Linked DNA regions of Sus scrofa: regions 1 and 2 are each linked to region 3. A link is a contact called in public HiChIP or PLAC-seq data. All regions are on one chromosome and are shown on one strand. The core of a region is the stretch at or near the end of the contact, and the rest is flanking DNA. Distances in the headings are between cores, read along the strand shown.

Region 1 (2,700 bases), core at 58-2,557, 150 kb before region 3:
GAAGAGAAATAGCATTTATTGAATACCAAGTGCATTTCAGGCACCATGTCAAATTCCTTTGTTTATATTATATAATCTTTTCAGCAACCCTTTGCAATAGGAATTAGTTTGCCTTTACAAGGGCAGAAACTATGTGTCTCTTGTACATTATTATATAATATCTGGCATGTGATAGTTGCTTTATAAATATTTGTTGAATGAATTATCTGTGTTTTTTTCTTTCTTTTTTTTTTTTCTTTTGGCCTCCCGTGGCTTATGGCTTATGGCATTCCCTGGCCAGGGATCAGATCCAAGACTCCAGATCCTTAACCCACTGTGCTGGGCCAGGAATTGAACCTGTGCTCCAGAGCTCCCAGGATGCCACCAATCCCATTGCACCACAGCAGGAACGCCTCTTTTTTTTTTTTTTTTTTTTTTAATGTTAGGAAACTAGGCCCAGGTAGAATTTATCAAAAGCCACACAGTAAAATACGGAGTTGCAGTTTAAACAAGATCTATTAGGCTGTAAAGTAAATGCCATTTGTCACACTCTAATGACTCCTGAAGTTGGGCTTTTGAGAAAAGATAGCAGAACCTTGAGTAAAGTTCTGAGATTAAAGAAGACTTTTTATTAGGTACAGACAACTGTTGAGAACACTAAAGTGTCCTTACCGTTTCTCTTTGACCATTCTTCCAAGACAACCTTTTATTTTCCTGCGGGAAGAGAATAACAACATTTACTGATGACTTACTGTTGGCAAGAACTACGGGTTGAGTACTGCTCTTTTTTGTGTAAATAACCTGTTAATAATACTTAGCTTATTTTTATTAAATATTGTACAGATGTAAATATTGTACAGATGTAAAATAAGCTATGTAGGTAGTGTAAAGCATACACATGGTCCCACTAAACTTAAGAATAAACTTAAGAAATATGCAATTATTAGTACTTTTTATCCCCCACTTTGTGCCCCCTGCATTCCATCTTCCCACCCTCTTTCCACTATGCTGATTTTGTGTTTTGTTATATCCATACTTTAAAAAAAATAGTTTCACCACATGGATGTCGCCCTAGGCGAAATACTGTTTTGGTTTACATGGGTCTCAACTTACACCAATGGAATCATCATCTTTTTCTGTAATGAGCTCCCCCCCCCCCGCCATGATTTCAATTAAATCAGAATCTCTGGGATGTAGGACTCAAGAATTCGTATTTTTTAAGGCTCTCTCAGTGGTTTCAGTATGCCTTCAAGGGTCATACAGAACAGTGGAAGTGCATGTTCATAGCTTCCACTTTGTTAGAAGATCCTGATTTTTAAAAAGGAATACTGAATTTTAAACTCCCACCAGCAGGGTGTGCTGTTCCACGCCTTACCAGTACCCAATATTTCCAGTCTTAAAATTTTGCCAACCTCATGGATGTAAAAGGGTTTTTGTTGGTTTTGGTTTTGGGGTTTTTTTTGTTTGTTTTTTTTGTTTTTGTTTTTTTTTTTTTTTTTTGCTTATTAGGGCTGCACGTGCAGCATATGGAGGTTCCCAGCCAGCAGTCGAATCAGAGGCGTAACTCCTGGCCTGTGCCACAGCCACAGCAACACCAGATCCAAGCCACGTCTGTAACCTGCACCATAACTCAGTGGCAATGCCAGATCCTTAACCCACTGAGCGAGGCCAGGGATCCTAAAATGGGTTTTTGATGTGATTTTATTTATTTAATTTTTTTTGAAGTGATTTTAATTTGCTTTTCCCTGGTAAGCTGTGATTGATCATTTTTTCTTACAGTTATTGGCCACTCATTTCCTCTTCTATATTTTCTGTTGTGTTGTCTTTTCATATCGGTGTTTTTGCATCCTTGGCTATCAATCTTTTGTTGAGTGTATGTTGCAGATGTTTTCTCTCAGCTTGTGGCTTGCCTTTTCTCTTTTATAATACAGAGATTAATTTAAATTTTAAATTAGAATTCTTAATTTAGTCAAATTTCAGTCTTTTTTTGATGTTTTGTGCTTTTGTATCTTGTTTAAGAAATCCCTTCTGTATTATGTACTAAAAGTTTTATAGTTTATACTTTACACATGTCTTTAATTTCTGGAATTTAATTTTGGATATGATGCAAAAGTCCAATTTTTTTCCAAAATGGATACCTAATTATTTAAGTACTATTTATTGAATAGTTCATTTTTCTTCCTGTGATTGCAGTTGCCAGCTCTGTCATAAATCAAGTTTCCATATATGTGTGTATCTTATTTCTGTGTGCTCTATTATCTTCCATTAGTTTTTCAGAATATCCCTGTGCCAGTGCCTCACTCAATTGCTATAGCTCTTTGCTAAGTCTTCATAGGCAGTAAAGCAAATCCTGCCACCTGATTTAAAGAATTTCCTGATCCTTTTCTCTTCATACAAACTTACAGATCATTTTGACAAGCTCCAAAAACCTCTGTTTGCTCTTTAATTGGAATAGCATTGATTCAGTAGATCGGTTTGGAAAAACTGATATCTTTGTGGTATTAAGTGTTACTATCACTGGACGTGGTCTATTCATATGTTTAGGAGTTCCTTAATATTTTTCAATACAAGTTAATTTTCTAAAGATTGCACATACCTTTCTTAGATTTATTCCTAGACACTTTATATTTTTTTGTGGTATTAGAAGTGTTCTGTGTATTGTTGGAAAGAGTGTATTTTTCAGTTATTGGGTGCAGTGTTCAACATCTGTGTATTATAACA
Region 2 (2,700 bases), core at 79-2,578, 140 kb after region 3:
GTGATTGTGGAAAGGAAGGGGAGTGATTTTGTAGGGCCCTAAAAAGAAGCCAGGAAGAAGAGGAAAAAAATAAAACCCCGTTGAAAAGAAAACAAATTGACTCAGGCATTTTCTGGCATTATCTTTCGTCTAGACTTGGACATCGGCGCTCAGGCCAGAAGTCTGGAAATGTCCATTTTCTTCTTGCTGTGTAACTGACCTTCCTAAGGACTCAAGACACATCCTTACCGCAGGCCTGCAGCCACATACCAAAACCAGCCCAGCCATGTCCCAAATAATGTTTTCCTCTATCTGTACCGTTCTTTCCTTTCTTCAAGAGGTACCCAGGCAATAAAAACAAATCGTAAGAACATTTGATAGAAGTGCATGGGTTTATTTGCACAACCTTGTCTCATTCACCCTTTGCAGCAGCCGAGAAAGACAGACGGGCAGGCCGGAGGTCATCCTCCCAACATGACCGGAGAGGAACTAAAGCTCAGAGCAAGGCCTGTCTGCGATCTCACAGCTCGTTGTTGGCAGAGCTGGCACCAGACCCCTGTCGTGTGCCGGAGGTCCGCGCACTGCGAGGTGGAATTGCAGCCTCCCTGAGTCCCCCCCACCCCGGCCACGCATTCTTGCTTTTGTTTAGTTGCCCCTCCCACTGCCTTGCTGCGATCATGGGATGGCCCTCTGCGCAGTGGGGTGGGAGGAGGCATAGGCACCTGAAGGTAGAAGTGGAGACTGTCCCTTGCTCCGTGTACTTGAGCAAGGGCTTGGTATTTACTGAGCATCCAGCTTTCTCTTCAGAGAGGGAAGAAAAACTAAAGGTCAGGTGTATTTAACCGGATGACTGTCAGTCTCTTGCATATACTTCACATTGCAAAGGGCTTATGCACGCGCGTGTGTTAATTCACGTTATCATGTGTCACTCAGTTAAAATATCAAAGTCAGTGTTTTTTAGTATATTCACAGGGTTGTGCAGCCACCATCACAATCTAATTTGGGAACATCTTTATGACCCCACAAAGAAACCATATACCCGTCAGCAGTCACTTCCCATGCCCCATCCTTATCCCAGCCAAAAGTAACCACTAATCTACTTTCTGTCTCTCTGTATTTCCTAATTCCAGGCATTTCATAGACATGGAGTCTGGCTTCTTTTCACTTCACATAGTGCTTTCCAGGCCTATACATGTTGTAAAAGGTATTTGTACTTTCTTCTTCTTAGTGCTGAATAGTATTCCACCGTACAATAAGCCACATTTTATTTGTCAGTCAGCCTACCGGCGTTTGGATTATTTCCTCTTTCAGCTCTTGTGAGTAGTGCTGCTGTGAACATTCATACACAAGTTGTTGTGTGGACATATGTTTTCAGTTCTCCTGGGTGTAGACCTACCAATGGAATTGCTGGGTCATATGGTGACTCTGCGTTTAACTTTTTGAGAAACTATCAAACCGCGCATGTGCTTATAAATACACTGAGATATGTTGCCCATATCATGAAATTCACCCATTTAAAGTATGCAGTTCAGTGGGTTTAGTATTTCCCACGGTTGTGCAACCATCACCAGAGTCTACTTTTAGAAAATTTTCATCAGCCCCCCAAAGAAACCCTTTACCCATTGCTGTCACTGTCCACTCCTGCTCCCCCAGGTCTCCAGGCAGCCGTGAGTCCACTTGCTGTCTTTATAGGTTTTCCTATTCTAAATCTTTTACATAAATAAAGTCACGTGATCCATAGTGTTTATCACTATTTTTTTTTTCACTTAGCACAGTGTTTTGAAGATTCATTCATGGTGTAATATGTATTAGTATTTCATTCACCTCTACGGCTGATTAATGTTACTCTGCTGTATGAATATATCACATTTGTTTATCCAGTCTCTACCTCTTTCATCTCACGGCATTCTCCCTGTATGTCTCTGTCTCTGTTTTCTCTTCTTATGAGGACACCAGTCGTTGGATGGGGGCCTGTGATGATGCAGTGCGACCTCATTTTAACTAATGACATCTGCAAAGACTCTTTTCAAATAAGGTCGTATTCTGAGGTTCCATGTGTTTAGGGGGGATACTCTTCGACCCAGTAAATCTACCAAGGAGTAATCACACGAACTCACATAGAAATCTTTTAAAGTTGCAAGCTGAAGTAGGATTTTGGCAAGGTTTAGTGCCAAAACAGCTTTGAAAGAACTTGTCTGGGGCTACAGACTGTTAGAGAACTGACCGGTTTCCTAGACATGGCTTTATGTCAGAAGGGTGGAATGCCAAGTGTCTGTGAGCCCAGCTCATCCCAACCCTTACTTCATCTTATTAACAACCCTTGAAAACCTCTCTGATTTTGACCACAAGAAACATGCGTGTGTGGATTTTTGAGCGAGGGAAAATTCTTTGATTCATTCAACAAATATGTATTGAATACCCACCCTGTCCTGGGACTGTTCTAACTACCGGGGACACAGAAGTGACTAGAACACAGAAGTGGCTAGAACTCTGAGTGCCTACAATATACAGCATTTTCTCCACCCTTTCTGCATTTCACCCCTACAACCAGCCTATGTCCGTTTGTAAATAAGGAAACTGAGACTTCTCCAGCTCTGTGAGTAAACAGACTGGGTCACAGATTTGATTCCATGGCCTGAGCCGGAGGCAGAGGCCCCCAGAGGTGAGGATAGGTCGCTCTTATTTTATGCAGACTCAAGCCCAAGCGTTCAGCAAGGAGGA
Region 3 (2,700 bases), core at 125-2,624:
AGTGGTTAACGAATCCGACTAGGAACCATGAGGTCTTGGGTTCGGTCCCTGGCCTTGCTCAGTGGGTTAAGGACCCGGCGTTGCCGTGCACTTTGGTGTAGGTTGCTCTGATCCCGCGTTGCTGTGGCTCTGGCGTAGGCCAGCGGCTACAGCAACACAGGTCCCCCAACCCACCGAGCTAGGCCAGGGATGGAACCTGTATCCTCATGAATTCATCGGTTTCGTTACTGCTGAGCCATAATGTGAACTCCTGGCCATTTTTTAAAGCCGCTGTAAAACATCTTAACTTTTCAGGATAAACAATCTCCTTTGACTCTTTTCAAAGTTCAACTTGCTAAGTCAGAAAGAGAAAGACAAATACCTATGATTTCACTTATATCTGGTACCTAATATATGGCACAAATGAACCTTTCCACAGAAAAGAAAATCATGGACATGGAGAACGGACTTGTGTTTGCCGAGGGGGGTTGGTGGGATGGATTGGGAATTTGGGTGAGTAGATAAAACTGTTGCCTTTGTAGTGAATAAGCAATGGGATCCTGCTGTATGGCAGTAGGAACTCTATCTAGTCACTTATGATGGAGCATGATAATGTGAGAAAAAGAATGTATACATGTATGTGTGACTGGGTCCCCTTGCTGTACAGTAGGAAATTGACAGAACACTGAAAACCAACTATAATTGAAAAAATAAAAATCATTATAAAAAAAAAGTTCGGCTTCCTAATCAGAGCCCTTTGAGTAAACATTTCATTCTCCAGAGTTCTGCCCACTGGCCATTCTCCACCCCTAAATCTTGTTCAGTCAGGGCAGGGTTGGTTGGTTGGTTTGTATGTTTGCTTTTATATCATTTAGCTCAAAATCCTTAGCAGCCTAGAACCATGTCGCAAATAATTGATGCTTAATGCCTGTTACTGACAGCTTAATAAGAAAGCTTACTTTGTGGGAGTCAGAGCGAAGAGGCCAACTGTGTGGCCATCCCCGTTGATGTCTGTGCTGTGTCTGCTTCACTGTCTTGTCTGGAACATATGCTGGAATTGTCCACTGAGGTGTATCTAGTACTGTCTGTCCTTTGGGAGTCATGTACAGGAACCCACCATGGCAGTTGTGGTCGTCTGTCTCAAAGTCCCTGAGCACAGAGAACTCTCTGCTCCAACGGCACACCTCTGCTGGTCTCCCAGTCTCTTAGCAACAACTAGATGCCCTGCATGCCATGCTCAGGCTTTAGGAAACGAGCAGGGCTGCCCCAGCTCATCTTTCTGACCTTCTCCTGCTGCTGCAGGCAAGGCCTTGCTCGCATACCATGTATTGGCACAGGGCTGAAGATTGAACCTCAGTGACCTGAAGGCCACCCCATGTTATGTATGGAAACTGGAGTCTCAGTATTTCTGAAGCGCCATTGCTCCCTGAGTTCGAGAAGGAATGTGTATGTGAAGGGGACTCTGTCCTTGTTGACCTGTTCTACCCCCTTCCTCCCTCTTAAGGCCAGACGAGGCGGGCTTCTCTTTGACTTCCGCTTCCATGGCTGAGGCTTCTCCTCTATCACATCCTCCTTTCCAAGCCAAGCTTCGCTGCGAAGAAGGAGGCGCTTTATAGATGGAGCACGTGAAAAGAAACTGCTCTGTCAACAGGGGAACACAAATTAGGAAGCATTTCAAAAATAGGTTAACAGTTATTCTCCCTTATATCGATGCCCAAGTAAAATGACCTCAGCTCGTTAGACCAGCTTCCTTCTACCAGACGTATTTTCACAGCTCCGCTACCTCAGGGGCGCTTGGAGAGTCCGTCTCTGGAAGGCGTGAGTGCATTGTCAGCACTCTTTAAGTGCTGCCCTGTCCTTGTTGCTGACTATAAAAAAGTGAATCCTTGAGTGTCAGCTTTCTCTTCAGTCGAATTGAGATTTGGTGCTGGTCTTCTGATTGACAGCTGTCACAAGTTTAGCACGACTGTTAAATGAAAGCTTCGACCATATGCATGGAAACCAGTTTCCCGTCCCATTCTTCCTGAAGGTTCCTAACACTGTTTCCAGAGGACCTGGGGAGCTTTAAAAAATACAGATGCCAACCTGCTATGGTCTAAATAGATCAGAACCTCTGACGGATGGGGCCCAGGGATATGTGTAAAAAGTTAATTCATGTGATTTGTGCACCCCCTGATTAAAAACCTCTGCAAAGAAAAAGGCTGAATATGCAAATACATTGTAGTGTGCTGGGAGCAAGTCCTTTGGTGAGACTGTCTGAGGCTTTTGTTTAAGTTGGACTTGACCGAGTTAGAAGTCTCTTTATTTATAGCTTGCTGTTGTGGGCTCCAAGGTAATAGCCTTGCCAAGCCCTGTTTCTCATCCAAGCCCTTTGTAAGCTGAGGGGACAGATGCGCAATGCCTCCTTGCTTGCATGCACGTCCTGATCAGGGTTTTCTATGAACTGGATTTGTGGTCACTGAGCCTTGAGCCAGCAAGTGCTATATGCTCTTTTGTTATTGCACTTGACGTGCATGGTGCTAAATGTAAACTGTCTGTCTAAAGCTGCCTGATCCTAAATTGATGAATCTGTGTCATGGTGGATACAAAGGGATCTATATTATCCCGAAGAGAACAAAATGGCATTATCTTATCCTTGTAGGAAGTTATTGTGCAATGAATGCTTAAAATGTCTGCCAGGTGCAAGGACCTGTGCCAGGCAGGGTGAGGGATGAGTAGTTT

The links. HiChIP or PLAC-seq counts read pairs in DNA pulled down with a chosen protein or histone mark.
Region 1: a contact with region 3 is called in an H3K27ac HiChIP or PLAC-seq map of alveolar macrophages. The contact joins two enhancer-like sites. A contact is called at or near these places in 1 of 5 promoter capture datasets (liver), 10 of 47 Hi-C or Micro-C datasets (alveolar macrophages, blood, embryonic fibroblasts and 5 more) and 2 of 2 datasets of contacts at active chromatin or transcription factors (alveolar macrophages and skeletal muscle).
Region 2: a contact with region 3 is called in an H3K27ac HiChIP or PLAC-seq map of alveolar macrophages. The contact joins two enhancer-like sites. A contact is called at or near these places in 6 of 47 Hi-C or Micro-C datasets (blood, embryonic fibroblasts, heart right ventricle and 3 more) and 2 of 2 datasets of contacts at active chromatin or transcription factors (alveolar macrophages and skeletal muscle).

Annotation. Positions count from the first base shown.
Region 1 is chr9:12,985,933-12,988,632 of Sscrofa11.1, reverse strand. All of the region lies in intron 5 of NARS2 (probable asparagine--tRNA ligase, mitochondrial), which reads left to right. Among named protein-coding and RNA genes, the nearest start is that of NARS2, 24 kb to the left of the region's middle. Within about 2 kb of position 1,307, at least 5 of the 83 cell types and tissues checked have an H3K27ac peak or open chromatin away from gene starts, as enhancers often do. A contact at or near this core is called in alveolar macrophages, where this site is marked.
Region 2 is chr9:12,694,434-12,697,133 of Sscrofa11.1, reverse strand. All of the region lies in intron 2 of GAB2 (GRB2-associated-binding protein 2), which reads left to right. LOC110255406 (a long non-coding RNA gene) reads left to right here. Exons shown (of 2, transcript XR_002335550.1): 2 at 134-354. Among named protein-coding and RNA genes, the nearest start is that of USP35, 110 kb to the right of the region's middle. Within about 2 kb of position 1,328, at least 13 of the 83 cell types and tissues checked have an H3K27ac peak or open chromatin away from gene starts, as enhancers often do. A contact at or near this core is called in alveolar macrophages, where this site is marked.
Region 3 is chr9:12,833,580-12,836,279 of Sscrofa11.1, reverse strand. All of the region lies in intron 1 of GAB2 (GRB2-associated-binding protein 2), which reads left to right. Among named protein-coding and RNA genes, the nearest start is that of GAB2, 16 kb to the left of the region's middle. Within about 2 kb of position 1,374, at least 10 of the 83 cell types and tissues checked have an H3K27ac peak or open chromatin away from gene starts, as enhancers often do. A contact at or near this core is called in alveolar macrophages, where this site is marked.